5 separate regions of the Mus musculus genome follow, and all the other regions are linked to region 5. Evidence: chromatin contacts called from public promoter capture Hi-C data. All regions are on one chromosome and are shown on one strand. The core of a region is the stretch at or near the end of the contact, and the rest is flanking DNA. Distances in the headings are between cores, read along the strand shown. Region 1 has its middle 28 kb from the start of 5730403I07Rik. Region 2 holds the start of Elovl5 (ELOVL family member 5, elongation of long chain fatty acids (yeast)). Region 3 holds the start of Gclc (glutamate-cysteine ligase, catalytic subunit). Region 4 holds the start of Lrrc1 (leucine rich repeat containing 1). Region 5 holds the start of Hcrtr2 (hypocretin (orexin) receptor 2).

The links. Promoter capture Hi-C pulls out the DNA fragments that hold promoters and counts their contacts.
Region 1: a promoter capture Hi-C map of second pharyngeal arch cranial neural crest shows a contact between it and region 5, with 5 times the contacts expected there. The contact joins the enhancer-like site here to the promoter of Hcrtr2 in region 5. A contact is called at or near these places in 5 of 39 promoter capture datasets (the 3T3-L1 cell line, hippocampal neurons, liver and 2 more) and 2 of 115 datasets of contacts at active chromatin or transcription factors (both in embryonic stem cells).
Region 2: a promoter capture Hi-C map of hippocampal neurons shows a contact between it and region 5, with 2.4 times the contacts expected there. The contact joins the promoter of Elovl5 here to the promoter of Hcrtr2 in region 5. A contact is called at or near these places in 2 of 39 promoter capture datasets (hippocampal neurons and pre-B cells).
Region 3: a contact with region 5 is called in a promoter capture Hi-C map of hippocampal neurons, with 5 times the contacts expected there. The contact joins the promoter of Gclc here to the promoter of Hcrtr2 in region 5. A contact is called at or near these places in 3 of 39 promoter capture datasets (hippocampal neurons, pre-B cells and stem cell-derived epiblast-like cells) and 2 of 115 datasets of contacts at active chromatin or transcription factors (astrocytes and embryonic stem cells).
Region 4: a promoter capture Hi-C map of hippocampal neurons shows a contact between it and region 5, with 7 times the contacts expected there. The contact joins the promoter of Lrrc1 here to the promoter of Hcrtr2 in region 5. A contact is called at or near these places in 3 of 39 promoter capture datasets (cranial neural crest, hippocampal neurons and pre-B cells) and 2 of 115 datasets of contacts at active chromatin or transcription factors (both in embryonic stem cells).

Annotation. Positions count from the first base shown.
Region 1 is chr9:77,425,100-77,429,889 of GRCm38.p6, forward strand. No RefSeq gene overlaps it. Among named protein-coding and RNA genes, the nearest start is that of 5730403I07Rik, 28 kb to the left of the region's middle. Within about 2 kb of position 2,797, at least 133 of the 459 cell types and tissues checked have an H3K27ac peak or open chromatin away from gene starts, as enhancers often do. A contact at or near this core is called in second pharyngeal arch cranial neural crest, where this site is marked.
Region 2 is chr9:77,914,437-77,919,393 of GRCm38.p6, forward strand. It overlaps Elovl5 (ELOVL family member 5, elongation of long chain fatty acids (yeast)), which reads left to right and starts at 2,929. Exons shown (of 8, transcript NM_134255.3): 1 at 2,929-3,090.
Region 3 is chr9:77,752,494-77,757,300 of GRCm38.p6, forward strand. Gclc (glutamate-cysteine ligase, catalytic subunit) reads left to right here and starts at 2,042. Exons shown (of 16, transcript NM_010295.2): 1 at 2,042-2,466. The coding sequence starts at 2,317.
Region 4 is chr9:77,542,447-77,547,405 of GRCm38.p6, forward strand. It overlaps Lrrc1 (leucine rich repeat containing 1), which reads right to left and starts at 2,406. Exons shown (of 14, transcript NM_001146048.1): 1 at 2,019-2,406. The coding sequence starts at 2,177.
Region 5 is chr9:76,321,628-76,326,392 of GRCm38.p6, forward strand. It overlaps Hcrtr2 (hypocretin (orexin) receptor 2), which reads right to left and starts at 1,996. Exons shown (of 8, transcript NM_198962.4): 1 at 1,655-1,996. The coding sequence starts at 1,877.

The sequences.
Region 1 (4,790 bases), core at 1,547-4,046, 1.1 Mb after region 5:
GGAAAATACATAAGGTTCTCACTTACTGGCAGCCCACACACAGCAGCAGTCGTTTGTGCTGCTGGGCAAGTCCGGAACCGTTGACATATCCACCACATCTAGCCTTCAGCACTCCCAGCCTTCCCTTTGGGCACTCACCCACAGGTGAACACAGTTCCTCCTTCTGTTAGTTCTTCATCTACTGCTGTTAGCACATGCTAACAAGAGCCGAAGGGTCAGCAAGTGGGAAGGGAGATGGAGATGTTCTTATGCCTACGTAAGGGGCGGGGAGGGGGGGTGAGGGGGTGCTGTTAACAAACAAATTAAAGAAAATCCTGGGAAATAAAGAAGACCTGTCAGGGTCACATAAGATTTCTGTGTATTTGAGCAATGGTTCTCTAGGTGTGGCCCCAGATCTGCTGCAACAGCTGGGAGCTGGCCAGGGAAGCACGCCTGCTTTCATCTGCTCCACTTTTCATCTGCTGAATCAGGGGTTGTGGATAGTGATTGGCTTCAGCATGCTAGCAGGTGATTCTGATGCAGGCTCAGGTTTGGGGACCACAGTACATTACCACCTCCAAGAAGACACTACAGTTGATACGTGGTTATCTGAGTGGGTGAGACCAGCTCTGGGCACTCGGAACAGTAGCACATGGGGAAGTGGGCAAACAGCCCTCATCTTTCTTGCAACTCACATTGCGCTAGTGCCTCCCAAACTGCCAGTAACTACTAGGAGGCTAGCTAAGGAGAAGAAGGAACCCTGTCAGGCTTCACTCTTGTGCCTAGGTTTGCTGTGAGACTAGAATGGGTGGTAGTTAATTCGCCTAGAGTGCAGTCACCACAGGTGACAGACTGAGTATCAAACTAGGTGTCAGGGCACATTGCCTTTACCTGCTAATAGTCCTCAAAGGGAGGACAGGTAGCCGAGTGGAGAAGTCAGGCCCCTCACCTGACCATCTTTCTACACGGGCACCACTTTCAGGCATCCAAGAAGGAGCCAGCATGAATAGGGGTCGCCTTACTGTCAGCTCTCGGCATCTGCTGCCATCCCTCCGAGGGAAAGGGAAGCAAGCCCTCCCATGATGTCGGTGGCAATGTTCCCGACCCTCAGATGTTCCAGAATGACTAAATTCGCAGGCAACCCTAACCCAGCAGACCCAGCCCACAGCCCATTCTCGAAACTTCCCAAACTAATACCGAAACTCACCGCACCCATTATGCCTCTGGGCCAATGGGCAGGACAAAAAAAAAAAAATCAGGAAGAACTTTCAATGCCTGGACAAGTAAGCCTGTTGTTTTGCTTTTCCACGCAGAGCTGAGTTAGGTTTAAACAAACACGCACTCACACCTCCGGGTGGTTGAAGAGCAACCAGGAGCAGCCCCCTCCCCCATACCCCGTGGGCGAGCACCAGGCAGGACGCACACAGGACAGATGAGCCCACTTCCGGAGAATATTTTCTCAGGTGTTCAGGGTGGCCCAGTCAGGCAGCCTTTTTCAAACTGCTTATTAGAATGGGCATCTTTGTGAGTTACTTGGAGGGGCCGTCTGAAGCGATATTTATATTCTCTGGGGGCATGCAGTATCTGATACAGGGTGTCATCCCACTCCACCCCAGTGCCAGTCTGGTTTCTTGGCTTGTGGAGACCGCATGAAGCTTTCTCTTTCTACCCATCAGGCAGCAGAGCTGGGTTCAAGAGAAAGTTAACAGACGGGGTTGTCACACAAACTTTCTGTCTTGTTTCTCTAAGAAAGTCTCTGCATAAGAGCGATACGGTTCATCACAGCAAGCCTTTCGAAGCCTTTTGAAATACCAGCAGTCGTATTTCTTATCCTCCAAATGCATGAAGGTCCAGAGACATCATGCAGACCTCCTAGTGCCCACCTTCTCTCCAAGTAGTGATGATTTAAAAAAAAAAAATCTGAGTGATTGGCCTGCTCTAGAACCTGTCGATATTTCTAACACATTAGTTCTCTGAGAGAGCAGGTTTGTTCCTAAGCTGTCTCCAGTTAACATGGAAACATCAATTTGTTCTGGTCACGAACTAAGCAAGGAAGTTATCTCCCGAGCTCCTTAGGATTTGTACCATTTGAGAGGGTTGAGTATCAACCCCGTGGGGATTTCTGCGGCACGTAAGCAGGATGCCTTGGTGTGTGGTGCGTGGGTGAGGTAGACAGCTAGGAACAAATGAACCGCAGGCACGGCATATATCGATTGCGGTTCCATGCCAGGGTTCCTCCATAATTTAGGCCTGCCTCACCTTAGTACTCAAGGCAGAAGCCTCCTAGCCACGGTACACGCAGCTCTAAATGTAATTGCAGGCTCGCAGCCGAGGCCGGGAGAGGGCTGGAAACGAAGAGAAAACTGCAATCACAGATTCGAGTCAGCAGAAAAGCGGGCTTAAATTCCAACTCTGATTTATGGCTTGACCTCGGGCTCGTTTGCGAAATCACCGGGATCTTAATTCATGTCTTTGCAAAGTGCAACTGTGATCAGCTTCACTGGCCATGCTGGAAAAGTGACGGTTTGGTCGGCTCCGTGGGAGGGCATCGGGATGCAGTGGGCCATGTGTCTCCCTACCTAACTAGGCACGCAACCCATCATTTGTTTCTAAGTTGAACGTTGATGCCTCAAAAGAGATGGGGAGGGGAGAGATGTAATAGACTCTTGCCTGTCACAGTGACTGCCCTGCCTGCTCTCAGGGTTTAAAATTACACCGTCCTTCTGGCCAATAGGCAAAAGCAAAAACTCTCCCTGCAGTCCTCGGAGACACAGGCTCCCTGGATCAGGTTCTTCTGGTTGGTCTCCCTTTCCAGCCAGCAGTCTGTCCTTACACAAACACCCAGCAGTACGGAAGGGCAGCTCTACCCTCCCAGCTCAGACTACTCTAGCCTGTGCTTTGTTTCCAGGGTTCCCCCCCACCCTGCCTGATGTTCGTTTGCAAGCTACCCCTCCCCTCCCCCTGCCCTGTCCACATCCACTCAGGCACAGAAGCTCCTTTGAGAAATGAGACAGAACACAGAATGTGAACAGGGAGGAGCTGATAAATCCTGGGTTAAAGCCGAGATAAGGGAGAAAACGAGCCCCCACTGACCCAAACTATAAGCTCAGGCCGCGTGGAAATGGAAAATATTCTGTGGGAAAGGGGAGGTTTTCCTGGATTGGGTATTTAATGTTTTCTTCGTTGAGACTAGTCTTATCTTGAGCCGTTCTTAAGTCCAGTAAAAATGAGGAAGTTTGACAGAGACCGTTGAGAACCTCACCAGTAACTAAACTAATTAAAATGCATATATCAGAATTAATCACACCGGTGAAGGCCTGTAATCCTAGCACTAGGGAGCAGAGAGGCAGGAGAATTGCCAGTTTGAAGCCAGAAAATCTTTGTTGGGCTAAAGAGCAGAAAGTCGCCTTCATATAACTTGGGGGCCTATATTTAGAACAGTAGAAGAGCTCTTAGGCAAAGTTACCAGCAGTGTGTGCTCCTGAGAACGCTGACTGCCCGGCTACACACTGCTAGGCTAGGTGGTACGGACTGCAGAACTCCTAAAGTCATCACGGTCATGGTAGCAGGGGCTATAGTAACAGCAGCCGTCAATTTCCTGAGAGCTTGTGCTCCATATACTCCACTTAGTCTCCTTCTAAGCTATTAGAGGCTAAATCACTTAATCAAACCCACGTGGAATGGCTGGGATTCAAAACCTTCATTTTGTTGGCATCTTGATTCTGAAAAAAAAAAATTAAACCCAAAATGCTATTTTAAAGAGTACACTTAGGCCCTTTCTTTCTCTTCCTTCCTTTCTTTTAAGCACGCACGTGGTCTTTTCCCTGGGTGTGTTTTAAAACATGATTTCAGACCCTTTAAAAGGAGTCTACTGGTCTTGCACTGATACATGGTGAAGGTGGTAGGCGGCATTATCAAGACCCATCATATAATTCTGCTTTTGAGCGCCTTGGATGCGCCGCAATCAGAAGATGAGGGCTACTTTAAAACACTGTTTTAACTGGCTCTTTGGAACATGAAGCAAGTTGACAATAACTGGTAAAGTAAGATTTCGGCTCTCCAAGGACGTCTGTCACCTATATTCGCCCGCAGCTCTATAGCGGAGCCTGTAGCCACACACTAGCCAGGGCACTGGTGGCGCTCAAGGAGAGGAATTTCCACAGGGCTAGGACCAGCTTTTCAGAGTCACTTCCTGACACAGGAATATTCTTTCCCCTGGTATTCATGTGTCCATTAATTATGTCTTCATGGGCAAGGCAATCTCCCAGATGATGACAGACAGGCCGCTGGGCAGGAAGGCTGATGTTTCTGCCCTCACAGGTAACCAGCTGATAAAACTCTGAAGAATTGGCTGGTTGCCAGCATTCTTCTAAAACTTCCAGAAGAAAACCAAGGAGTAGGTAACAGTCTTGCAGTTTCTTTCTGGTGTGCACGATCACTTCCACTATTTCTTTGACTTCAGCTCCTCTATGGTTGTGGCCTTTGTTGTTTTTGCCACTTTATTCAGAGATAAAGCCCCCCCTGCTAAAAATAAAAATAAAAAAATATATAGAGAAAAAAGAAAGAGGAAAGAAAATGTTGTGGGAGGAAAGGGGGTAAAAACGTCTTACAGACGTCTTTTTCTTCCTGTACCTGTTATTCCCCCCAGGCACAGAAGTCAGTGGAAGACTGGACTCCACCCTTTCCTAGAGGAAGTGAGGAGCATGGAAAACTGTGAGAGCCAGTGCTGCCCATCCTCACTCCCAGCCCCAGCCAAAGGTCGGGAGCTTTGGCTACTCTAAAGGAAGCTTTCACTTCCTTCCCCTTCTTAG
Region 2 (4,957 bases), core at 1,679-4,178, 1.6 Mb after region 5:
GTCATTTGCTTCCTGAGGAGGTGGTGTTTATGCAAAGATCATAATGAAACAAAGTTGCAAGCCTTAAGCCATTGCTAGGTTAAATCCTTGCAGACTTAGAGAACCAGTAAGAGCCAGGGTTCTGAGCTGGTCTAGTGCTCACTGTATCCAATTAGGCTATTGTTTTAAAAAGACCACAATGTCCAGCAAGGCTTGGTTGTGGAAACCTGACTGGGGCGATGAGGGAATGACAACGGGACAGACATGCTTACAAAAAGTGGAACAAGTCACTTTGATGGGATGGCACCTACGACTGGACAATCTGGAGCCTCAAGAAACTGCTAGCTAGTCTTAGCAGATCTCCATAGGGGAGCAGTCTCAGGCTCCAAGGGAAGGAAGCTAAAGTTGCCTTGGCATACTGGCCAGTCATTCTTCTATACTCCCACTTGGACCAGAGGGAGGCTTTGCTACGTCTCTGAGCCTCACCCAGGTGAAGGTGCTGCCAATTCCCTTGGGTCTAAGGCATTGGCCTTTGTCAACCATGCACTCAGTCAAGGCTTCCTCTGTTGCACCACAGGAGGTGGATACTTTTAGAAGATTAGAAAAATAGCAACATGCTAAATAATTAAAGTCCAAAGGCTTTTGTTAGGATTTGGGCTTTAATACTCTGTTGAGACGGGAAGTTGATAGGTAGTACTGCATTGACTGGAAAAAACAGGAGAAAAAGAAGAAAAAGAGGAAGAAGAAAAGAAGAAAGGGGAGCAAGAGACCTCAACAGATGGTACAGTGTCATTCTTAGTATAAAACCACAGTCATCCTAGATTCTACTCAACTTGGAGATGTTCAGAGATTAACATAGATTTTTCACTTTAGAGACAGGTTTCATTATGCCATGCAAATCGAACAGTAGCAGCTTCAGTCATTAGAATTCGGTATTATAATGAAGCTGTTAATTGCATTTTTAATTCAACTGCAGCTGCTATTGCAATAAAACAAATTGCCCAGGATATTAAATAATTCCTTCCTCAAAAGTAATACTGAAGCAGTCCTTACATACTTGGAAGTGTATTAGAGGAGATGTAGGCTCACTGATAAAAACGAAGAGCAAAGTGTCTGGGGTGGGGGGTGCTGCCATAATTTAAAAGTAAATAGAGAATAAAATTATTATTTAATAGAAAAAACACATTTTTTTATATTACCACATGAACACTACTAAAGAACTATCTCAAATCACATATGCTAGGTAAAATGGCAGGGATAGCTTCTCATGGTTCTTATAGTTCCTGAGGCCAAGAATCCAGTTCTCATGGTACCCAAAGCACTTCTCTTCCATTCCATCACTTAGTAAGCCTGGCACTGAATAGGGATTTTTTATTTGGGAAAAAAATAGCTAAGATGGGAGGTTATACAAGTTCTGTGCGTTTCTTGCAGATTTACACTTGAATTCAAAGATACTAAAATGGGGGTAGCTATGAGGCTGGTCATTTCACACCTTGTGGAGTGGAGTAAATTTAGCTGCTGTGTCAGGGAAGGTCCCGCCTGCCTCTGATTGCATATGTAAATTACACACTGGGAACCCTAGGAAGAGAAGAGTATGCCTTGCTAGTAAATAGCCTAGAGAAGAGTTAAGAATCCTGAACAGGAGGAACACGGATGGCAAGTGGAGCTGAAACAGGGATCAAACATGGCACCGCTGAGTTCATGCTTCACCCATTCAAAAAAAAAAAAAAAATGGTTAGGACTTCTTGTCATACTCCAGATTACAAAGAACTGTCGCAGATGATGCCTCGAGCCTTGTAAATGCCATTGAGGGGAGAAACAAGCTAGATTTAGTGCATTACTTGCCTACAGATCTTAGCGGTCCCTGGTATGTGAAAGCTACGAGACAATTACAATGAACACGGTGAATGCTAGGAGGCCAGGTTGCACAGATGACCACTCACATGCCACTTGAACGACACTTCCTGTATAGACAGACAGACATGCACTTATGGTTAGCACTCAGCACTGTTGCGGGGAAGGCGGTCCTTACTCAGTGTTTATAGAAATGAATGGCAACTAATTGTTATTGCTACAGCAATTTGTGAATGTTTAAATTATCTAATGTTTATAGTTTGTATATTCGTATTCCTATGACAGTGGTCTGGGTCCTGGAACATTGCTGAATATACAATAAACATTTTACTATAATTTAAAAAAAATGTTTCTACACTGAATGACTGCTTGGCTGTGTTGTGTCAGTGGGTGTAAAGCAAAGGGGGCACAACAAAAGGTTACATTTCTAACGTTTGAAGTAAGAGTTGTAGGCCTTGATTTATCAAACAGCAGCGAAAACTAGAAAGGCTCTTATGTTTGTACCTGCGTCCCTTTTAAGTCTTTGAATTTGCCCAGCTGAAAGACATTACAGTATTTCATTACAAGACTGATAATTTCGTAGAGTAGAAATATCAAAACTCCCAATAGTGTGTGATCAACCTATCCTAGAATTACGGTTGCAAAGTTCTGAGTGATTTCTGTTGCTTCAATTTGCGCAACAGCAGCTCCACCTAGGTTTTAGAACCCTTGCTAAAACCATGAAAAGGGTCCCCTTCACAATGGTGGCGAAACCCGTTAGGTGGGTGGGCACCTGCCAAAACAAAAACAAAAACAAAAAAACCACCGCCAAGCCTGCCCCTGCCCCCCGGCTGTTGGAAAGAGTTCAGGGCATCCAGAACTTCACTGTGGCTATTGCGCAGACTCTGCGTCCCACGCAGGCTTATTAGGAAGAAGCAAGAAAACTGCCCCGAGACACGTGAACCACAGGAGACCAACCCTGGCTTCCTCTGCTCACCGCATCTGATTCTGGAATTTACAATCACGAAAGTTCTATCGCCCCAGGATTGGTTCCAAGGCCGCATGACATCATAGCGCTTGATCCTGCCTCCGGGCTCGGATTGGCTGGCCGCGCCATTGTGACGTCACGGTCAGCCCACGCCGGGGTTGAAGCTGCCGGGCGCCTTCCTCTTGCATCGCGGCTGCAGCTTGCTTCTGTTCCCGCGCCCGCTTGCACATCCTCCTGCTCGCGCGGTCCTGCTGCCGTCCGGTGCTCCCCGTAGCCGCTCAGGCAGAGAGGTGAGCCGCCTGCTTCAGGAACTTGGCGGGTGCCAAGGCACTGGGGTGCGGCCAGGCTGCTGGCGCCGTGAGGTCCGGGTTGGGCGGGGGGCGGCAGGCACCGTGGCCCGGCGAGCGCGGGGCGCGGGCCGAGCGGAGCTCCGCCGGGATGGATGCTTTCGCACCTGTTCGTGGGTGGCAGCCACTTTGGCGCACTGACAGGCGCGGAGATCGCAGGGAAGGATGGCGGCGCGCTTGGATCTTCCTCCGAGCTTTCTCTGAGCGACCGTAAGGGCTGCCGAGGAGGAGTCCGCGTGGGTCCGTGCAGTACCGGGCTTTGGGGCCGCGCGCTGGCCTTTCCCTGCTTTCCTCTCCTTTGCTGCTGCCAGGGACGCCCGCTTTCCCGCGACCACTCCAGCGGGTATCTGCAGCCCAGCCTGCCCCGGGAGGGTGGAGACGCGGACGCATAGCTGCGGGTAACGGCCTGGAGTCTGCGAATCCATAAAGTGCGCTGCTCAGAGTTTTAGGGAAAGTGTCCTTTATTGTTTGCTTGCCAGCAAGCCTTCCCCTTCCCCTATCCTTGAGGTGGAGATAGTAAGGTCCAGAGAGAGTTCTTTTTAGACGATCTTGAAGCCTTCGGCACCTTTGAACTTGGCGTCCCTGCTCTAGATTACATTATGCTTATCTCCAGGCGCCTTGATTGCAAATTTGAAGGATGCATTGGATGAATTTTCGTAAGGGGAGGGGGCGATTGAAAGAATGCAACGCATGACTCCCTAGCTGGAGGATACCCGGGGAGAAGTCTGATAAGAAATTGTGGGGGAGCGAGCAGCCCTCCTCCCAAGCCTCGACTGTCTTTCTGTTTTTTTAATGTCAGGGCTGGTGGCAGGAAGTGTTTTGTACAGTTGTACAGGAGGGCCAGTGTTGTCTGTTGGTTTTGTAATTCGTTCCTCTAACCGCTTGGCAGTTATAACCTGTTGGTTTGTACTTGCAAGTCTTTGTGCTTTTGCAAAGTCTCAGGCCACAGCATTTGGGTCAAAAATCTACAGATACAGTCAGCTTTGCATTAGATGAATGCGAATGCACACCGTAGATTTTATCTATGGCTGGGCACAGGTGCATCGTTTATCTAGTCAGTCCCAGTACTGCCGGGTTTCTCTGCGAAAGCTCTGACCTTGAAAAAAAAAAAGGGGGGGGGGCTACTTTCCTTTGAGATTTTTCTCCTGATAACGTCAGTGCCAGGAACATCCACCATAGGCCATCTCCTTTTCTATTCTCTTTTTGTCTTTCAGTTTGGAACTGAAGACAGAAAGGAGGAATGTTATATACTTTCACAGAATGGAGGGTAAACTTAACCATGAATAGGAAACATGGGTGTTGGGTTTTTCAAAATAGGTAACTAGTAAGTAGTTCTTACTTGACTCGGTTTCCTTGTCAGCCAGCCGGGTCCCATGTAACTGATTTATTTATTAGGTGGTTTCAAGAGACTGTAAATGGAAGAACCCAACAGGGGGTCTGCTAAATAGTGGTTTGATAAATGTTTCCTTTTCCTTCCCTGGGATTAACAGTGTTTCTCTTGGCCAGAGCCTTAGCCTTTGGATGCCTGTTGTTCACAGAATTCTTTCCCCCAGCAGTTCCGCTAATTACTGCTTGTGCTGCTGTTAGAGGGGAAGTACTCACCTTTGTGCTAGATTTCCAACTTGAAGTCTACATACAAATCGAGGCAAAATTGCCTTGTCTTCCAGGAACTATGGCAGAGTAGAGCATATTTGTTGCCTAACAAAAAAACTCTGACACACACTAACCTTCCCAGGGGTGTGTGTGTGTGAGGTGTGTGTGTGTGTATTCTACTTTTGCCTGCCAATTCACAATATCATAGACCACTTCC
Region 3 (4,807 bases), core at 792-3,291, 1.4 Mb after region 5:
TCACTTGAGGCTGGCAGCTGTCCTGCTGAGTCATGCAGGTGTATGAAAATGTGAGGTGAGACTTTGAGAATAACCAAATCTTCTTTGGGGTACTTTACATGCAGGTAAAACAGCTTCTCTCCCCATCTCCCAATACCTGTTCTGCTCACAGAGAACCTAGGCTTATTAAACACTAGTCTATATTGAACAGTTCCCTAGAAGTACAAAATACACACACAGACGTGCGCGGGCGCACACACACACACACACACACACACACACAAACACACAGACATCACCGGTACTCTAAGGAAAGCCAGTATCCAACATATATAGTGATACAAATTCAGGCACAACACAGAGTAGTCAGGACTCAAAGGAGTGTATCAGCTGGAGAATCTGCAGCACCCAGAAAAGAAGAAAGAATGGTGGATCAGAACATAGTTAACAACCTAGCAAGGATGGTGGGGAGGACACAATAAGGTAGTGGGCAGTAAGTAGTGAAGATTGAGTGGTGGTGGTGTTAGAATGGTTTTTTAAAAGAATATTATTCCAGCTATGTGCGAGAGAGAGACAGCATCATGTCTCCTCAGTTTTAGATGCCATCTAACCTGTGCACATACTTAAATGCATTCCACTGTGCAAATCACAGCCACACTTTCAGTATCTGTGGCCCCAAGCTCTTTGATGGCCTCATTCAATGAGGAAATATTCCTATCATGCATTCATCGATTAGTGTTCATTGAATGTTGTGATGAGTGTTCATTAACTATTAAATCTAAAGCAAATGTGGAAGTCCATGCCTCTAATCCCAACACTCAGGAGGCTGAGGCACGATGGCTGCCTGGAGTTCAAGGCCAGGTTGGGCTATCTAGTGAGATCTTGTCTCTAAGTAACTACATGTTGAAAATGTAGTTACAATGTGTGTGTGGGGGGGGGGAGGGTGTAATAAATGTTTTCTGCCCTCTGTACATGAATGGATCATCTAGTTACTGCATATATTTATACAGTTGCAAAACATTAATCGAATAACTATTCGGGCAAGGTACCTTCCCTTCGTTCCCACGGAATCCAGTTCCCAGAGCCTTCCGCACTCAGGGTAAAGCTCTCCTGAGCAATAGAATGACCACCGCTGGATGGACCTTCGGTTCTGAAGGTGGGGAAACTTCTGAAGAAACTTCTCACACTGCACACTTGGAGACAAGACAAGACAAGACCTCTTTTGCACAGTGAGTGATCTCTGTGCCGACCAGAGATCCCATTGGCAAATAGTTAACGTACAGGGTTTACAATGATGATATACATATATCTAATCCCTGCCCATACATGGACGCATGTAAATAACCAGCAATCAACTCTATGCATATCCATGCCATGTGGAGTCGTACAACATTTATTAAAAAGTATTACTCAGCCAGGCAGTGGTGGCACATGCCTTTAATCCCAACACTTGGGAGACAGAGGCAGGCAGATTTCTGAGTTCAAGGCCAGCCTGGACTACAGAGTGAGTTCCAGGACAGCCAGGGCTACACAGAGAAACCCTGTCTCGAAAAACCACACATACACACACACGCACACACACTCACACAGTATTACTCAGCCAGGCGTGGTAGTGCACATAATTGATCCCAGCACATGGGAGGCAGGAGGATCTCTATGAGTTCGAGTCCAGCAAAGCCAGTCCAGGACAGCCAGGGCTACACAGAGAAACCCTGTCTTGAAAAACCAAGAAGAAAAAAGAAAAAAAAAAAAAGGATTACTCTTAACTTTATACCCTTTCTACCAGTACAGAGTTGAACAGATATTCAGATATTTCAGCTCTCTCTCTCTCTCTCTCTCCCTCTCCCCCCCTCCCTTTTTTTTTTTTTTTTTTTTTTTTTTTTTGACCCAGTTTTCTCTTAGGACCCAGACTTTTCAGTCCTTATTCGCAGACAGCCCCGCCCCCCCGCGGACACCCTCGGCCTCAGCCCCGCCCCCGCCCCAGGCCCCACCCACGACCTGCCGCTTCGTTCCCCGCCCCCGCCGCAGCCTATAAAATCTGGAGCGCGGCGCACGGAGCGGCAGGCGCGGAACTGGGCATGCTCTGTGTCGCCGCAGCTTTGGGTCGCAAGTAGGAAGCCCGTGCACGACACCGGCGGCGCCGAGTGGAGCGCTGCCGCGGCGGCCAGGGCCGCAGGGCCGGCGTGGGAGCGCGAGACCGGGCGGCGGCGAGAGACCCCGACCCGGGCTGTCAACCGCGCGGCGGGGTCCGAGCCGGAGCGGGAACGGACGGGACGCCCGCCGCGCGGCCCGAGGGCGCCCCCAGAGCGGAGCTGCGGCCGGGAGGAGGACGCGGCCATGGGGCTGCTGTCCCAAGGCTCGCCACTGAGCTGGGAAGAGACCCAGCGCCACGCCGACCACGTGCGGAGGCACGGCATCCTCCAGTTCCTGCACATCTACCACGCAGTCAAGGACCGGCACAAGGACGTGCTCAAGTGGGGTGACGAGGTGAGCCCGCGCGCCTTTGTTCGGCCAGGCCGCCCGCGGCCCCGCCACCGGCCCGGGCTCGGCGCTGGCCACTCGGGCTCATTCATTCCTGTCGGGAGGCAAGCCGCTCGGACACAGGGAGGGCCTGAGCGGGAGGAGTGTGAATATCTGCCTCCCGGCGTCCGGTCGCACTGTTCGCCTTGGAGATGAGTGTGTACAGGACCGACTTGCCCGGCTGGCTTGCTATCACGTTTCAAATCTCCAGGGTGTTTGCTTCGGCCCTCGGTTTTCTCTAGCTCTTTTTCTTAAACGCCTGACACATCTCACATCTGTCCGCAAACTTTAGAGTTATACATTGCAACAAATACATTGCTAGACCTAAGGACTTGGGGTTGTCTTCCTAAAAGACGGGAGACTTCATTATCCGGTTTAACTGTAAATGCTTACAACTTAGAGGTTAGGTAAGACTGGTTAGAGCCAGCAGCTAAGCGTTACCAGTCAATGCTAAAACTTGTGCATGATCTCTGGGACCCATTTGTTCGAACCATCTGAAAGCGGCAACGCTAAAAACATTTTTTTGTGTGTGCATCCCCTATTTTTAAATAAGCACATTGATAAAAAGATACATAAAGTTAAATAACCTCTTGAGTCTGACCTTTATTGTGTGGGGTTGGCATTTACGGCAGATAGCGTGCCACTCCTGTATGTATTTATCGTTTAGTATTATCCTTGGGCTAAGTTTCAAAGTGTTGCTGTACCGGCATAGACTAGCTTGCGAAAAGTTAGTTTTTCTGTATCTAATGTTGGTAGATGATTCTGCCATCTGCAGCTGAAAGAATTATGCTTGGCCTAAGGAAGTATTAGGACTAATATATATTCCTACAAAAAAAATTGTCTATCACCACATTTTCTTTCAGGAAAGGGACACACTCGTTTGGCAGTTCTCCAGTTTTAGTCCAAAGTTTGTTGTGTATTTACATTTGACAGTTCTTCATTTGTGTTCCGTGTATCATATACAGGGCAGGGATATTATGGGTTTTATCCACTTGTTTTTCCTAGGGCCTAACTAGGAAATATATATAGTTGGCAGCAGCAAATTGTGGCGTCCTTTAAGGTTCTCATGGAACCAGCCACTGTTGAGCAATCAAAAATTTACTTTTCGCTGTCTTGCTAGGACTCCATAAAGACAAAAATAAAAACAAATGAATGTCTTTATAACCATTTGGAGTTGAACTTCATCCGCAGATGTTCAGTGCAGTCGAAGCACAGTGGTTCACCATGCCCCTTGCCTTTTCTCTACTAACCAGGAACCTCCCGGATCCAGATCCTTCTTTCTGTTTTAGAAAAAAAAAAAAAAAACGCTCCCCCTGTTGGCAGGAAGAGCATGTACAACTAACTGCCTGTTTGGAGAGACTTCCCATGGCAGACGAGTAAAGTGAGTGGTGTGAGAGGAACAGCAGAGCAGGACCTCAGGTGTACCACACATTTCCATCGTGACGGGATCTGGTGAATAGAGTCGGTACCAAGTTTACCTTCCTCCCCACAATCCTTATCAAGGAGACTGAAGAAGCCAGGCAATCTTGTGCACTTGTATTCTGTCTGTATAGGGGGAGAATGTTGGGCCCAGCATTTCAACCAATTAACACTGTTTTTAAAGACAGGGTTTCTCTGTGTAGTCCTGACTGTTCTGAAACTCACTGTGTAGACCAGGCTGGCCACAGACTCACGCAGAGATCCGCCTGCTTCTGCCTCCTGAGTGCTGGGCTTAAAGGTGTACACCATCATTGCCTGACAGTTAAGACTTCCTGAACAGAGCATGCTAGGCAGGTCTGTAGAGAAGTTGGACTCCACAGGTAATCCTCCGACAGTAAGTTGCCTGGCTAGCACTGTTCCTACATTAGATGACATCAGCAATATCCCTTGAAAACTTAGCGCCTGCTGATATTGCATTTCCAAATTTCTTTTTGCAAATATTCTTGTCATAAGTTACATAGAAATCTATGAACTGTCGGCCATCACTGGAAAGAGAGGCCCATTGGACTTGCAAACTTTATATGCCCCAGTACAGGGGAAAGCCAGGGCCAAAAAGGGGGAGTGGGTGGGTAGGGGAGTGGGGGTGGGTGGGTATGGGGGACCTTTGGTATAGCATTGGAAATGTAAATGAGCTAAATACCTAATAAAAAATGGAAAAAAATGTAAACATATGAGAAGAAAAAAAAAAATCTATGAACTGATTCCCCCCCCCCCCCAACCTTCCAGTGTTGGACGTTTCCTTTGAAATAGCCTGACACTGGAAGGATTAGAACTGTGAGAAGTTCCTAGATGGTAAGGAGAAGCCCCCACCGTTCTGGTGCTCCTGAAC
Region 4 (4,959 bases), core at 1,156-3,655, 1.2 Mb after region 5:
CAGACAGGCGCTTGGAGTTAGAAGCCAGACGCACCAGGGAGCGATAGCCATGAGTTACGAGTTCTCCAACATGAACAATGGCTAGCCCAAGGAAAGGCTGAGGAAACAGACAGACTTTCAAGGTAGCTGCTGTTCCTGTCTGGCATGTACAAACCCAACAGTCTGGGTGAGATGAGACAGAGAGGAATCCATTTTACAGGACCTTGATTTAAGGCTATTAGAGCAATACTTAGCAATAAGGAAGGCCATCACCCATTGGTTTCGAAATGTTTATTTAGAGTATTTACAGAATGCCATCAGACCTAATTTTGAGTCTCTGAGTTATCATGTACCATCTGCAGAAATACCTGACACTTCCAAAACTCTGAGTCTCTACGCCAAGCAAAAAAAAAACAAAAACTCCAGCATTAGAGGAAATCTAACAAACTCCAAAAAGGAGTGAAAAGCCAATCCAACCCAAAGAAATCGTCCAATTCCACAATAAACACAAAGTCTACAGAAAGCACTGCAAAGTTTATAGTCAAGAGCTTTTTACTAAGTCTTTTAGTAACTTTATTTCAAATCCCTTGCAAAGCATTAGGCAACATTTGCTACATTTCAAAAATTATACAACTTAAAGCAATGAGCTTCCCACTTAAGTAAAACACAGCGAAGCTTAAAAACCAGATCATGTGTTTGAAAATGCCTGCAAAATAATACATGCCTGAGGGATCTGGGTGGTTTTCCTACTGAATTAAATTAAGGGCTGGGAGGGGTGCTCTGCAGAGATCCGAGTGAGGGTAATCTTTGTGATTACACAGAGGAGGCCATGGGAACCAAGAAAAGTTAATTCAAGACGAACTTCACTCGAGATGTTGAGAGAAACACACTTGTGATTTTCTAAACTCTGTCAGCACTGGCGATCGTTATCAGTCCGTGTTCCAACAAACCAGACATCTGATCAGAGTTTCTTTGAAAATGGCAGGACATCATCAGCGGTAACAAAGGACAAACAAGGTACTTGCATTCCGAGGCTCGGGCCTTTAGGCTCTCTCCGGGCCTCCCAGCGGACTTCCATTTCCTGCACCTCTGGATTGCCACTGGCTTACTTCCTCCTTACACCTGGGTAAAGGATGCGTCCTCCTTAACAGTTAAAGCTAGAATCCCGAGGCAAATTCAAGGGTTAAAAGTTCAGCGTCTAACCCCAGCAGGGCCTAGAAGCACAATCAGTATCTGTCACAGGCCAAGTTCGGTGCGGCAGATGATTAATTTTCATAAACAACTCTGAAAAGATATGGCATTAGTGATAGGACAGACCCAAGCAAGCTCTGTGGTGGCGGAAAGGCAGCAAGCAGGGCTGACTCGCAGCGGGAGCCACTACACACGTTCATCGCAGTTCCAACCACGCAACAGGTCCACGCACGCAGTGCACCAGCGGCGGGAACCTGGGCACCTGCAGCAGTTCTCCTCCTGCCCAGCACCCCAATGCGGCCACGGGGCTACCGAAGCGGACCAAGCGCCATCTCTCCAGGGCATAGCCCACAGAGATAAGGCCCGGAGCACATTCCTTACAGATGCCAAGATATACTAAAGCTTACTTTCGCGCTGCTGGGTCCCCACATCCTCTGGGACCTGCGTTAGCCCAAAATGAGGAGCTCCAAGCCACTAGCTGGAGAATTGGCTGCTAGCCGATCGCCCCGGGGCGTGATGGGGCGCATGGTCGCCCCCAGCTGGGAACAGTGTGAGCTACCTGGCTTCTCACCTAACCGGCATTAGTTCCCAGACGTGGATCTAAGCCACTTAGTGGACCAGAACGTTTCTCCACTAGCCATGTAACTACTTGTTAAATACCAAGTCTTTCGGTATAAATGAAAAACAACTTTTATTGGAGGATGGGTTTAATCGGGAAGCAGGGGAGGGGGGCACAGGGAGGGCTGAGGGCAGTAGTGGGACCCCGCTGGCCAGAGTCTCCCAGAGCGAAGCAGTCAGCGGAGGAGCGCACGGACCCGGCCACCGCGCCAGGTGAGGCGGGCACTCACCTCGGGGAGCTCCCGGAGCTGGTTGGCGTCCAGCAGCAGCTCCTCCAGGCTGCGGGCATAGCGGTAGATCTCCTCGGGGACGTAGACCAGCGAGCAGTGGCGCTTGTCGATGGCCTCCACATGACGGTTGCACCGCCACAGGGGAATGCAGTGGAACATCGCCGCCTCCACCACCAGAGCCGTGTCCCGCCGAGCCGCGGAGCCCGGGGCTCGGAGCCCGCTCCGCCCGGCCGCCCCGCTGCTCCCCGCCCGCCGCCCGCTCCAAGCTCGTTGCTGGCTCCAAGCTCGCTCGCGCCTCGCAAGGACTCCACCGTCCCGAACGTTCTGAGGAAGCCGCGGGAACCCTCGCCGCGTCCCGCGCCTTCGCCACAGTCGCGAGCGTCCCCTCCCACCGCCCCCTCCGCCGCGCTCCGCTTCCTACTCGCGGCCGCCGCGCACTGGGCATGCGCACTCGGCGGCACGCAGAGGGCGTGTCCCGGCCGGGGATGCTCCGCTCCGGGTTTTCCTGGAGACCCGGCTCCCGGGAGGGTCGGGAGACGGTGCTCCTGCGGTCCTCTCCTCCGCGGGGAGTCGCACAGTGTGCGATTCTGGAGGGAGCCGCGCCCCAAAAAGCTCCTAAGGAGGGCAGGGACCGAAGGCCAGAAGGAGCAGAACAACTTCGGAGTTTTCATTTTACTCACCGTGCTTTTTTTTTTCTTGCTCCCCTTCCCCAAAACAACTTTCTCTTCCGGGGTCAGGAAGTACCGCCCCGCCGAGTACCTTGAGCGCGGGGTAATGAAGGAGTCGGTTCTGGCTTTCCGACACCCCCTCCTCCTAACCCCCGTTTGTGCCCTGTGTCTGCGCACACTCGCTGGCAGGCCCTACGACCTGAGAGCATCTTTGGTGAGCAGGACTTATCTGAGATGTACGTGTCACCAACTTCCTGGTGCCAACAAAAGCATGGATGTCCGTCTTCAAAAATCTTCTAAAAGATGCTCCGAGAAGAAAGGAGATGGCAAAGGTGCGCTTCAGCATTAGCTCCACCTTAGCCAGATGTGCTTTGGGGGCTAACCTGGGCTGAGGTACAGAAAGCACTGGTGCAGGAAGGCAGATGAACCTCCAATAGCTGGCTCCTGTATTTCTTCAACAGCACCCTGCGTCTTACAAAGGGGAGATTGCAACCCACGCTGTAGTTTGGGGCGGGGAGCCCCAAATTTCTTCCTTTGCTCCTCAGAGGTTCCCGTTACCACAGCCAGACATTTGAACCCCTTTTCTTCTGTTTTCAGAGTCAACGATACAAACTAACCAAACTCACTCCACATGAACAGTTGATGACTCCGTTTTAGGCCAAATACAATAGCTAATAGACTGTTTTAAGAGTCTTCTCTGACTCCCCACCCAGCAAAGGAAGCCTTATGCTCCCTCAGCTCAAATCTGGAGTCACCAACATCACAATATGCAGAAGATTGAAAATTGAGCTTGCTTAGTAACCAAGGCAGAGTTTGCTCTGAAACTTTTTTTCATTGTCTCTTCAGTATTTTTAACTGCACAGGGCACTTGCCCAGGGGGAGAGGGGGAGAGATACATAAAGGTTTCGTCTCTATCAGGAGGATCTCTTGTCTTGATTGATGAAGGAGGAAATTTGACCTGTTTTTACCTCAGGATTATCACCTAGACTTGATGGTTACAGCCAGTACCTAATTCCTGCCACTATGCTGACTTCACTTTTTAACCTGACTTGGTGCCTGCATTCTTGAGGCGGACTTTGAGCCTCCACTCCTCCTTCATTCTTGCATTCCAGAAGTGTGTATAAAGCCCATGTCCTGCCACCTCCCATGAAAAACTCTGATTCCTGATTGAGACATCCAAGAAGATACGTCACTAACTTTGTGGGTTTTCCAGCTGGTTTTTTTTTTTTTAAGTTATAGAAAGCTGAGCTACTCAGTTTAATGTTGTTGTATTTTGTTTTGTTTTGTTTTTCAGAAATACACTAGGTTGTTTTAATAAATGATTAGTATGTTTTTAACATATGTCTGGTCTTTTAAGGATTCCAACCTGAATAAGCATTCCTTATTCTTCTCTGTGTTGTGATCGTGTTTCTTCTTATGTCTAAAAACATTGTGGTTTCTGAACAGCTTACCTGCTTTGCAGATCCTGAAAACTACCGAAATCCACATGACTTAACTATCAGATTTGAATCCCGGCTACTCTGTGTTCTAGTTAGTTTCCTACTGGTGGGATAAATACCATGACAAAAAGCATCCTGGAGAGGAAAGGATTTGTTTGGCGTACATTTCCAGATCACAGACCATCCTTCAGGGAAGCCAAAGCAGGAATTCAAGCAGGATGGGAACCTGGAGGCAAGAACTGAAGCAAAGGTCATAGAGGAATACTGTTTACTGGCTCGTTCAACTTCTTTATAGCACCTAGGACTAGTCTATGGGAGGTACCAACCACAGTGAGCTGTGCCCTTCCAATTAATCTTTAATCAAGAAATTGCTTTACACACTTGCCTGTATGTCCATCTGATGGAGACATCTTCTCAATTGAGATTCACTCCTCCTAATTGACCCTACCCTGTGTCAAGTTAACAACTAACCTCCACTGGGAGATGAGGGATTATTTGGCTTGAATGTCAGGATCACAATCTTACCCTTGGGGTAAGCGAGGGCAGGAACTCAAAGTAGGAACTGAAGAAGAGATGATGGGGGAGGCGGGGGAGTCTTGCTTATTGACTTTCTTTCTGTGCTTTAGTGAGCATGCTTTCTTATATAACTCAGAACCAACTCCCCACTGGGGGCACATAATTCAGGAGTGTTTGCTACATAACAGCAGATAATAAATGTAGACATGATTCACCAGACACATGCTAGATACAGAAATGCAACAAAGAAAACATACCCCTTCCCCTGAGAGAATGAAAAACGTGCAATTAATGGTTTGTTATTTTATTTCCTGACTT
Region 5 (4,765 bases), core at 746-3,245:
GCTGGATATGAATCATGTCCTCTAATAAGTGTTTTTTTTTTTCCTTTCGGTGTACTTTATTTTAAGATTTAAGTAAGAGAGCATGTGTCAAGTGGTCTTGCAAAAGTAGATACTCAGGGCACATGTTCAGTGTCTACCACTCACTTAGCAATAAGTACGTGCCACATGCGGTAAGCGCTGCTGAGCTCAGAGTGCTCTGTGCACAGCCTATGACTCTGTAGATGGCAAGGTGGAAACCAGAAGATAAACCATTCTTCTAACAAGAGGCTGAATCATATCCATTCACCTGTCCCTTCACTTTCATTGTATCCTAAGAAGATTCTCTTTATTTTTAATCTTAAAAAAAATCAAAAAAGTAAAATATCCTAAAATAACAAAGGGCTAAAGTTCTTGGAGATTTCTAGTCTCATGACTAATATTCTCCCTAATGAGCCCCTCTCAGTCAGGAACTGTCAGCTTATCTACACTGTGACTTCGAAGAGAAGGAAAAAGCATTGGTTGTGATGGATAGCCTGGCGAGTTCTTTACTGCCCTTCATTTCAGTTACAACCTTTGTTTTTTTACTTCCCAGCTTCCCAGCCTCTTTCCTTTCACTCACCTCTCCGCCTTATTGAGAAGGTAGTACTGTCTCCAAACTGCCTGCCTCCTCCTGTCATTTTCAACAGATTTCCTCCACACTGCCCTCTGCATTCGAAAAGCCTCCTGTTCTCCATTCATCAAGGTACATGCTCCTTCCATTCACAATTTAAGCCCTAGCTCTCTGGAGAAGCTCCGTGTCTTGAAAGCGATTCCCCATCCTGTCCTAATAAATCCATCACCGCGGTCCCTATAGTTTCCTTACCCCTCACTTGGTCCCTCAGACATGGTGGTGGGGAGAATAGTAATGAGCGCGCAAGAGAACCTGTGCTCTCACAGACCAAGACAGACTCTGACATTAAGCTTAATCTTGTTGTAAGAAAAAGAATCAGTTGGTAAAAATATTTTTCTGAAACTGATAACAACCACTTGCGCGGTGGTGTGCATTGGTTGAATGAATGAATGCATGCATGTATGCATGAATGAATGCTTGAATGGATGGTGAGAGTGAGCTCCGGGGTACTTTTTAGGATGCTCCTCCTTCCTCCTGCGGCTCCAGGCACCGCTTCTGTTTAATTCTGCTTTTGCGATGGAGCGCGCTCCTCTGTCTGCCTTTGCCTCCACTCTGCCCCTTCGTTACCACTTCTTAACCCGAGCCTAAGCCTCCTTGCTAAAGGACGTGCCACCGAGCTCACGAAGGCCTTATGACTTCATCAGTTTCTGCGGGTGCAAGTCCTCCCCAGTAAACCCACCCAGCCTGCACAAAAGCATTACAGATTCCCCTACACTCAGCAAATCCACCTGGAGGTCCTTGTCCCTCTCCTTGCGCTTGTGTTCTTGGTTCTCAAACAGAAACAGTTTCCCTCTTTTCTCTGCAAACAAACAGAATAATCCTTCTAGAGATCCCTCCTAGTTTGTAAATTCAGAAAACTTAAAAAAAAAATTTATTAGAAACCTCAGCCAAGAGCAGCGACCTCTTTGTTTGCACCCCAGGAGAAGGGAGGGGTCTCCCAGCCTTGCAGCCTGGGCTGAGGGGAGGTGACAACCCTTTTGGAAGGCTGCCGGAGACCAGACTCACCCAGGACGTTCCCGATGAGAGCCACAACGAACACGATGATATACCCTGCGATCAGGACCCACTCATATTCTTTCGGGTGTAGGTATTCCCTCCACAGGTACCGCAGGAATTCCTCGTCGTCATAGTCCGTGGGATTTAAAAACGGCTCTTGAGTTTCATTCAGCTCTGAAGCAGATGACCAGTTGCGACGAGAGAGGGAATCCTCCAGTTTGGTGCTGGACATCACGGACTGGTCCCGTTCGGCTCAGTGCTGCAAGCTTGTCTCCGCCTGCCCCATGAGCACTGAGGATCCGCGGTGGGAAAGGCTGCGCCGCCGCGACTAGGGGCTCTGGAGCCGGGAATGACGTGAAAAGTTCCTGAGCCAATGCCTCCAGAGCCTTGCGCCCGGCAACTTCGGGCTGCTGCTTCAGTGTCTTTGCAGGGGATTTGCACCAGGAGAAGCTGCCTAAGAGCCAGGGAAATGGCAGGGGAGGTTGCAGCAATGATTCTGGAGTAGAGATCCTCCTTGACCTCAGCTCCAGCTCAATCACTCTTCATTCCAGCACTTAGCTTGCAACCCACAGCTGTCCCCAGGGTTGAGGGACAGAGAGATGAAGCTGGAAAATAAAAGTGGGGCGGGAAAGGGTGGGGGGAGTAAAGACAATTACCTTAACCTGTTTCTTTGTGGATTACATGTCCCTTTTCCATCACTTGCCTTCTATTGTACGTGCAATTTCTATACTATACTGGTATGCATAAGCCTGTGGATGTGGCTGGAAGGTCAACGCATGGTTAACGGAAGATCCATTTCTTCGCTTGTCTTAGTGATGCAAACGTAAAAGTAATCATGACCCACTCTAGCCTGGGCCAGGCCTATGCAAAAGTCATTCCATCCAAATATTTTAATATTTAATATAGCCTCGCAGTATTTATCATGTGCCAAGTTGGCAATGGCTGAATTGTTAAGGCATTGCCTGCCACTCCTTATCAAGAACGAGGAGAGGACCATTTTTAATTGAAGGCTGTATTGAATCGGGATGTGCACTTTCAAGGGCAAATGTAACACATCTCAGCAGAACCTACTATTCTGCTACGTGGACATAGTATTAAACTGACTCCTAATGAGTTATTCCAGCAATAGATTAATTAATGCATCCCTTCACCCGCACCAGAGGAGATTCTGTTTGCAGTAGATGACGGTTAATGTGGAAACGCAGAACTGGCCAAGATGCAGAGATTAAGACACTGCATGATGTTTGGCCCTAAAAGGAATACATTATACCATAAGCCCCCCTCCCACAGCTCAGGGATCATTTTGGGAAGAGAAGCCTGGAAGAGCCTAAGAGTCTGAGGCAATCGATGACGGGAAGGAATCAGTGACACTGAATCCAGACTCAGTGTCGTCTGGATACAGTAGAAAAGCTGCACATAGGAACTCACAGTGGTTGTGACAGCATGTTCAGGACCTGTGCAGGTCTAAGCCAGAACAAACCGCAGCATGGGGAGGGGAGCTGGATACAAAGTACCCATCCCTGTTGACAATTGTTAACTCCTGGGAGAGTCCGGTTTTTTGTTTTTATTTTCCCTAAGAGTGTATCCTCTGGTTAAAATCTACCACCCTCCAGTGAAGGTCCCTGCATCCAAGAATATCTGAGTTCAAATTAGCCTTGATGGAATAAAAAAAAGTAACAGGAACACAAAGTTGAGTACGTAGGAAAGGCGAGATTGATCTTAGAAAAGTTGGGAGACAGAGTGGATGGATCAGAAGAAGTACAAAATTCTCAAAGAACTAACAAAACAATGATGTGTCCATGCATACATTTAATTTTACTGGAGTCTTAAGATCATTTAAATGCTAACATTATCATTCAAAAAATCATCCATTCTTCTAGAACTGTTGCCTTCTGTGAAAGTGGGGACAGGCCTACTATGGACTTAAGTCACAGCCACTGATACAAATGTGGTACCTGTTGAGAGCTGGCCTTTCTGTGATATAAATAGTTGGTCTTCTTTTCCCTACACAATTCATTTCGACTGTGAAGGTTTGTTGCACCTTTGATTAGCTTTATACTTGTTAGTGCCTGGAGATTCCTTGCTATTGGCGATCTATAAACATGAGCTCCATCTGCTATTTCTGAGTCACTGTCATTAGCTGTCATTTTATGGCATTTAACCTGTCTATACTTTGTCTTCCTTTTCCAAGTCTTCTACTATGATTAATCATGCCTGTGTGTTACAGTTGTCAGTGGGGAGAAATGAGAATATCTTTACGACACTATTCCAATGTCTGCCTTTGGTTGTAGCAAGTCTAGATTTATCTCCAGCCTACGAATGTTCCATTTCCTCTTCTCTCTGCTTTATCAGATACTTTCCTTAAAGTCTGTGGTACTCTAATGCTGTAAAAATTCCACTGAAATTATCCCACTTAAAATATGCTTTCCATTTCTGTAAGCACAGGAGAGATGATGAATATATCAGTCTTTCTTACTGACTGCCCCCCCCTTTTTTATACCTGCTAACATTCACTTTGAAATCTTTCTGCTGTATATAAGGAAATGTGTCGACACAGTATCAGGACACAATATTATTTCTGATCTTAAATTTGCCACATTAAATCCGCTAAATTAGTTAGTAGATTTAAAATAATGTTTTATCTTTAAAAGTAATCCAAATCTATTTGTTAAATACAATTTTAAAACGTATTATGTATTGCTTTTGGTCTAAAACTATGTAAATTATGTGATTTCCCAGCACAAGTATTATTAGCTATATATATAAATTTTTACATTAATACTTTTCACAAAAGGAAAATAAATCTTTTAATATTCTGGATAGTTTTTATTAGACAGCCTTGACCCTCCTAGTAAATTGAATATATCAAAAATTAGTGACAGTGAATAAAATAAGTCACAGAACCAGCTTTTTAAAAATTTCCTTGTGGTTTTATGTAGTTTTCTTTTGTTTGTTTGTTTTTTTGTTTTGTTTTTGTTTTTGTATTTTTTGTTTTTTGGTTTTTTTGTTTTTTGTTTTTTTTGGTTTTTATTGTTTGTTTGTTTTTTTGAGACAGGGCTTCTCTGTATAGCTCTGGCTGTCCTGGAGCTCACTTTGTAGACCAGGCTGGCCTCCAACTCA